2 separate regions of the Gossypium hirsutum genome follow, and region 1 is linked to region 2. Evidence: chromatin contacts called from public Hi-C data. All regions are on one chromosome and are shown on one strand. Each heading gives the region's core, a stretch centred on a gene start, on an enhancer-like site or on the middle of the called end of the contact. The rest is flanking DNA. Distances are from core to core; before and after follow the strand shown. Region 1 holds the start of LOC121202992 (putative ammonium transporter 1 member 5). Region 2 holds the start of LOC107897003 (S-adenosylmethionine decarboxylase proenzyme 4).

What was found. Hi-C and Micro-C count contacts between places; a contact is called where the count stands out from the background.
Region 1: a contact with region 2 is called in a Hi-C map of leaf, with 1.9 times the contacts expected there. The contact joins the promoter of LOC121202992 here to the promoter of LOC107897003 in region 2. A contact is called at or near these places in 3 of 34 Hi-C or Micro-C datasets (all in leaf).

Annotation. Positions count from the first base shown.
Region 1 is chrA10:25,003,174-25,006,638 of Gossypium_hirsutum_v2.1, reverse strand. LOC121202992 (putative ammonium transporter 1 member 5) reads left to right here and starts at 1,475. Exons shown (of 1, transcript XM_041078509.1): 1 at 1,475-1,810. The coding sequence starts at 1,475. The coding sequence ends at 1,810. LOC107896997 (ammonium transporter 1 member 1) reads left to right here and starts at 1,193. Exons shown (of 1, transcript XM_016822326.2): 1 at 1,193-3,179. The coding sequence starts at 1,898. The coding sequence ends at 2,932.
Region 2 is chrA10:24,641,178-24,644,679 of Gossypium_hirsutum_v2.1, reverse strand. LOC107897003 (S-adenosylmethionine decarboxylase proenzyme 4) reads left to right here and starts at 1,671. Exons shown (of 1, transcript XM_016822330.2): 1 at 1,671-3,502. The coding sequence starts at 2,221. The coding sequence ends at 3,249.

The DNA of each region.
Region 1 (3,465 bases), core at 226-2,725, 360 kb before region 2:
ACTTACATGTACTTGAGTGGTTAAATGCTCTAATGATTACCCATAGTGTGCAGGCTTCAATTGAAATAGAGCAACTCTAGGAGGCAATCAACAACAGTAAATTTGAGGATATTTTTGCGACTTATGGAGAAACACAATTAAAAGATAATTGTGCTGATAACATGTTATAAAATAAAAGACAAAGAAGAAAGAAGAAAGAGGATGGAAGAGAAAAAAAGAGAGCGTATTTTATTTATCAATCGGAATCTTTACAATATTTCTCAAAAGTCTCTATTTATAAGAATAAAAAATATAAATGAGTAAAGATTTACTTCTAATCACTATTAGAATTTAAAGTACATCAAAATTGATTTTATCTTAATAGGCATCCACTTAATAAGATATTCATAACAAAAACTTTAAAATTTACACAATTCTTATTACTAAAGATTCAATGGAATATAATTTTTACTTTGAAAAAAGGTATAATATGAAATAGAAAACAATTTAAAATGGAAAAAGAACCCACTGCCTAAAAACTAATATTTTTTTTAAAAAAATTGATTGCACAAAAATAAAAAAATATTAACTTTGGGAAGAAAACAAAATGATTAAAAATTGTAGAACAAGAAAAAATGTTAGTTTATAATTTTAAAAGTTAATTATTTTAATAAATTTAATTAAGGTTAAATTAAGATGAAGAAAATAGTAAATATAGATGAGTGTATAATAATATTTTGTTATCTTTAAAATTTAATAACGTAAAACTATTTTATTAATGTCTAAAAAATATGTCTTTTATGATAACCTAATATAAGTTATGCACTTAAAATTTATACTTCATTCACCATTATTTTAAATTATTTAAATTTAATATAACTTAACTAATTTTTAACTTTTTACCGACACGTCAAAAAGGCATTTTGATCTTTAACTAACAATAGAGAATATTAAAAATTAACAAACACACATTTTTTACATCATATTTCTACCCCTCTTTTCAAAAACATTTTTTTAATGGCAACAACGAAATCAAATTCAAGATTTGGCTAATTTGGTTTGAGGTTAAAACAAGAGAAGGAAGATGGTACTTACAGTACTTTTAATTTTGCACTCCCAAATGACAAAAACTTAGTGGCTGAACGTGAGCCATAGAAAAACTTTTAACTTTTCGTTCTTATCACAGGAAAGAGTTTTTGTACCGAATTATGAAAGTATTTGCCTCATTATATATGTTCTTCCCCAAAAATGAAAATGACAAAGTTCTTACAAGAGTGAATTTTATACCCATGCCGATGTGCAAGTGCTTGAAAGTTGAGACTGATAAAAACAAAGATCCAACCCAGTCAATTGGGATAATATATTATAATGATAATGGATACCCTACTAACATCCATTGTGCTTAATTGTTCCTCAAGTTCATGATTGAGTATTTGAGTGGATATTGCTGCCCATATTAACCATAAACATGAATTTCTCTATACCATTTTAGGCGATGGGAACTTGTTCAGCGGACCTAGCTGCGCTCCTCTGCCCCAACGCCACCGCCATTGCGGCAGCTGACTACATATGCAACAAGTTCAGTGACGCTTCCTTTGCCGTTGACAACACTTACCTTCTCTTCTCAGCTTACCTTAACTTCTTCATGCAACTTGGCTTCGCCATGCTTTGCGCTGGCTCAGTCCGTGCCAAAAACGCCATCAGCGTCATGCTCACTAACGTCCTCGACGCCGCCATCGCTGGCCTCTTCTATTACCTTTTCGGGTTTGCTTTTGCCTTTGGTTCCCCTTCCAATGGCGGTTTCATTGGTCGCCACAATTTTGGCTTATAATCCATTCCTTCATCTTCCTTTGATTAGAGCAATTTCCTTTATCATTGGGCTTTTGCTGTTTCAGCTGCCGGGATTGCTAGTGGCTCCATGGCTGAAAGAACCCAATTCGTTGCTTATCTTATCCATTCATCTTTTTTAACCGGTTTTGTTTACCCTGTTGTTTCTCATTGGTTTTGGGCGACTGATGGTTGGGCCACTGCTTTTCGAGTAGATAATGGCTTCCTCTTTGGTAGTGGGGTTATTGACTTTGCCGGTTCAGGGGTTGTTCATATGGTTGGTGGTGTAGCCGGTTTATGGGGTGCACTTATTGAAGGACCAAGGATAGGCCGCTTCGACTCTTGGGGCAGGTCAGTTGCCTTGCGTGATCATAATGCAACCCTTGTTGTTCTTGGAACTTTCATACTTTGGTTCGGTTGGTATGGGTTCAACCCCGGTTCATTTAACAAAATCTCCGGTTTGTACACCTCTGGAAACCATTATGGGCAGTGGAGTGCGGTGGGGAGAACAGCGGTGACCACCACTCTAGCCGGATGCACGTCGGCGTTGACTACCCTTTTTGGGAAATGGATCTTGACAAGTCATTGGGATGTGACCGATGTTTGCAGTGGTTTACTTGGTGGTTTTGCTGCTATCACAGCAGGCTGCTCTGTTGTTGAACCCTGGGCTGCCATTATCTGTGGCTTTGTGGCTGCATGGGTGTTGACCAGTTGCAACAATTTGGCCGAGAAAGTGAGGTACGATGATCCATTAGGAGCGGCTCAATTGCATGGTGGATGTGGGGCTTTGGGGCTAATTTTTACAGCTTTGTTTGCTTCGGAAAAGTATGTGAGGGAAGTCTACCCCAGCAGGCCGGTTCGATATGGTTTGTTTATGGGAGGTGGAGGGAGGCTGTTGGCTGCTCATATTATCCAGATTTTGGTCATTGTTGGGTGGGTGAGTGCTACAATGGGGACCCTGTTTTATTTTCTTCATAAATTTGGGCTTCTGAGGGTTTCAGCTGATGATGAAATGGCCGACATGGAGTTGACAAGGCAGGTGGGGCTCGCTTATGTTGACCATGATGAAGATGAATCACAAAAACAGGGGATTCAAATGAAGAAAATTGTTGGAACAAAAATGTGAAGAAAATTGAAAGCCTACAGTATATAATATATTCAATAAAAATATGAACATATATATTGGAAAAAATAAATCGAACTAAAAAAACATTAGGGTGCAGTGTGCAGCAGCACTTCATTCTTAAATAAAATACAAATTATATTTCTCTTGACTCCTTAAGTAAAATATTTCTTGATAAATATTTTTGAATAAATTATATTATTTATTTATTTGATTTTTTTTCCTTTTCTTAATATATTGTTTAATATATTTGATGAGTTTGGTCTTATGAAAGAGCAGAGAGTATAAATTAAGATAAGACTAAGGCCAAATTTTTTACTTTTATTTTTGAAATTATAATAATATTTATGAAATTTTTAATATAGTATTAGTGCATGTTAAAAAGAAATACTTAATTTTATATAGTGTAATTTTTTAAAATTTTTTTTAAAAATACATTAAATTAATTTGTTTAATAAGAAAAAATATTCAAAAAAATTTAACATTTTTTTTATGTTAAAAGAAAGTCGCTCAGATTTAGAAATTTTCTAGGAAAA
Region 2 (3,502 bases), core at 422-2,921:
ACATATAAATTAAAAACAATTAGTCATATACCAAAAATCTTTAAAATTATATTAAATAATATTATTTTAATTTTTTCTATTTTTGTGGCGTTTTTCAAAAAACGCCGCTAAAGATCGAGCATTAGCGGCGTTTTTTAAAAAGCGCCGCTAAAGGTGTACTTATAGCGGCGTTTCTTAAAAAAGCACCACTAAAGTCACAAAAATCTGTGCGTTTTACAAAATTCTTTAGCGGCGCTTTTTAGAGAACGCCGCTAATGCTTGATCTTTAGCGGCGTTTTCTAAAAGGCGCCGCTAAAGGTGGACATATAGCGGCGTTTTTAGAAAAGCGCCGCTAATACTCGATCTTTAGTAGCGTTTTTAGAAAGCGCCGCTAAAGCCACCAACGTCGTTGTGTTATTTTTTTGCGACGCTTTCTAAAAAGCGCCGCTAAAGGTGTACATATAGCGGCGTTTTTAGAAATGCGCCGCTAAAACTCAATCTTTAGCGGCGTTTTTGGGAAGCGCCACTAATGCTCGTTCCTTAGTGGCGTTTTTCATTCAAACGCCGCTAAAAACCAGTTTTGCTGTAGTGTCTGTATCAATAAAATTATAATTATTTAATATAATTAAATTAGATTTAACCTCACCTGTAAAATTGAAAGCAAAAATCAACCAAGATAATTTTTGAATTCATCTACTCTTATGTTTATTCATGTATCTCTCCATATATACTTCTTCATGGGAAGCTTTCTTGGAGCTTATCATGCAGTATTATTACTATTATTATTATAGTAATCTTTGGTGTAAAGTCTTAAATTAAAAGCCAAGGAGACTTAAAAATGTCACGAGGAAGGTAGTTTAAGTCAATTAGGAAACTACTTCCAAAAGCTACCCAAAGCACTAATTACCTCTATTTCCATTATTTTAGTCCATTTTAATTTGCTGGGCTTAGGATCATATTCATTAATAATAATAATAAAAGCATTTTCAACTTTCTATTCTTCAACCAAGAAACATAATTCATATGGGTGACAATTATGGATATATACAAATTTAAATGGGTATTTTTGAATTTAATACGAGTATTTTTTTTTATAATATATCAATATTTCTGTAGGTTATAATATATATTGTTTGCTTCCTAATAAATAAAACCTGTAGCAACTTGGGAACATATATGAAATAGCGAATTAAGTGTGACCACTCATTTCTAATTTGCAAAACTGATGATTAAGATTGTTTGGTCTGCTTTGAAACATTTGGTCCATCCTATAATAGTGTTGCCGTTGTTGTTCTTTAAAACTCTCTCATGCCAATCACTTAATAACAGTAGAAATTTTCCTTAAGTTTTGACCTCATCATTTTTTTCTTCAATGGAGTCCATTTTGACAATTTTTCTAATTAAAGAAAAAACCTCACTAAAAAGTTGTCAATGATTTGATAATCCCATGCTAAACCCCGGAAAGACTAGAATTTTCATATAAGCTTACCCAAATCCCACATTCATACGGATAAATTTTCTGGTTACGAAAGAAGCAGACATCAGTGAATGTTGGAAAAAAAAATCAAAGGTAATGCATGTGAACTATCAATCTGAGACAAAATTCTTAAGACTTTCATATAAATGTTGAAGAACAAACAAGGATTATGCCTATGATTATTGTGTTAGGGCCCCTCCCTCAAACATACATAATCAGTTCCCCCAACAGCATCTTCCTTAAATTACTACCCAGCAGAATTATTCAACCCAAACACTTTGAAATGAGAATGGCTTGTTAATAATTTATCCCCCAAAAATACCATTCTTTGTACAATGAAACAGTACTCCAATATGTTGGAATGGAGCCAAATGGAAGTTACTGGAGAGTTGCAGGCGGGACTAGTGAGTGCATGAGCATGACAAAGAAAACCTGAAAAATGCATGCGCGTGGGCATAAATCCCGTTCCTTTGTATCTCTTTCTTTCATGAAACAACGAAAGAAAGATTTGATTCTTTCTCTCACACACACAAGAAAAAAAAAAAAAAGGAAAAAAGAGATAATATTTCACAACATATCATCATCTTATTCACTTCATTATGCCTGCAATCATGATTCTTGGTTGCCTCAATCGCATGCCCCCTTCCCTCCTCTCTCTCTCTCTTTAAGCCACCTATAAATTCCGATATGCCACACCTCTCACCTCTACACCATCTAATTAATTCAATCTTGTTTCAGTCTTTGGGTTTTTTTGTCATTTGGAAATGGCTGTTTCAGGGTTTGAAGGTTTTGAGAAACGCCTAGAGCTCCATTTCTTTGGGGATATTGATGATGATGATGGGAACAACATGTTGGGGCTTAGGCTGCTTGATTTCGAATCACTCGAGCAAGTCTTACTTGCTGTCCAATGCACTGTTGTAGCAGCTGTTGGGAACCCTTTCTTTGATGCTTACGTTTTGTCTGAATCAAGCTTATTTGTTTACCCTACAAAGATCATCATCAAAACCTGTGGGACAACCCAACTTCTCAAATCAATCCCTCCATTGATCCACTTTGCCAACAATCTTGGCCTCACTTTGCAAACCTGTAGTTACACCAGAGGTAACTTCATCTTCCCCAAATCCCAACCTTTCCCTCACACCAGCTTCCAAGAAGAAGTCATTTACATTGAACATAATATCCCCGACAATCTTTGTTATCGAAAAGCCTCCGTTATGCCTTCTAAGTTAACAGCTCATTCATGGTATGTTTTCACCGCTACCCTTTTGCCTCCATTGAAATATCCCTCTCATGCTACTTTCACCGTCGAAGTTTGCATGACGGAACTCGACCGCCTCATTGCACGTAAGTTCTTCTCCCGGGATAGCAAAACAGGGGATTTAGCCGGCAGAGACATGACGGAGCTGACGGGGATTGACACCATTAACGCTGGAGCTTTCATATGTGACTTCGCGTTTGATCCGTGTGGTTACTCCATGAATGGCATTGATGGTGATCGTTACTCCACCATCCATGTTACCCCTGAAGATGGGTTTAGTTACGCTAGCTTCGAGTGCGTTGGATCGGTTTGCGAGGACCCGGATGATATCGTTGAGACCTTAAAGAAAGCTGTTCGAGTTTTCATGCCCGCGACGGTTTCAATTTCGACGAGTAGATGTAGCCGTGAGGTTTGGACGAAGGTGGCGCGTGCGTTGCAACCACTTGGACTCAAGTGCCAGAGTTTCGCAATGGATGAGTTCCCTGCCGCCGGTACCATTTCCTACCAAACGTTCACGGCGGCTCGCCGGAAATAATGCCGGTAAAAGACGACAAGAAAAAAAAAACCTTAGTTTTTCATTGGAGGAAAATCGGAGGGATAAAACATATAAGGTATGATGTGGAGGAATTTAATTGGATGAAAAAGGATGAAAAATGTGGGGTTGACTTAGGTAGAAAGATGAAAGGATTTTAGGAGCGATAACGTGGCGAGATCAGAGAGGTGGGGGAGGAGGATTTGTGTGAAATTGGGATGACCATGATAATGCACCCCACTTTGCATGGTCACGC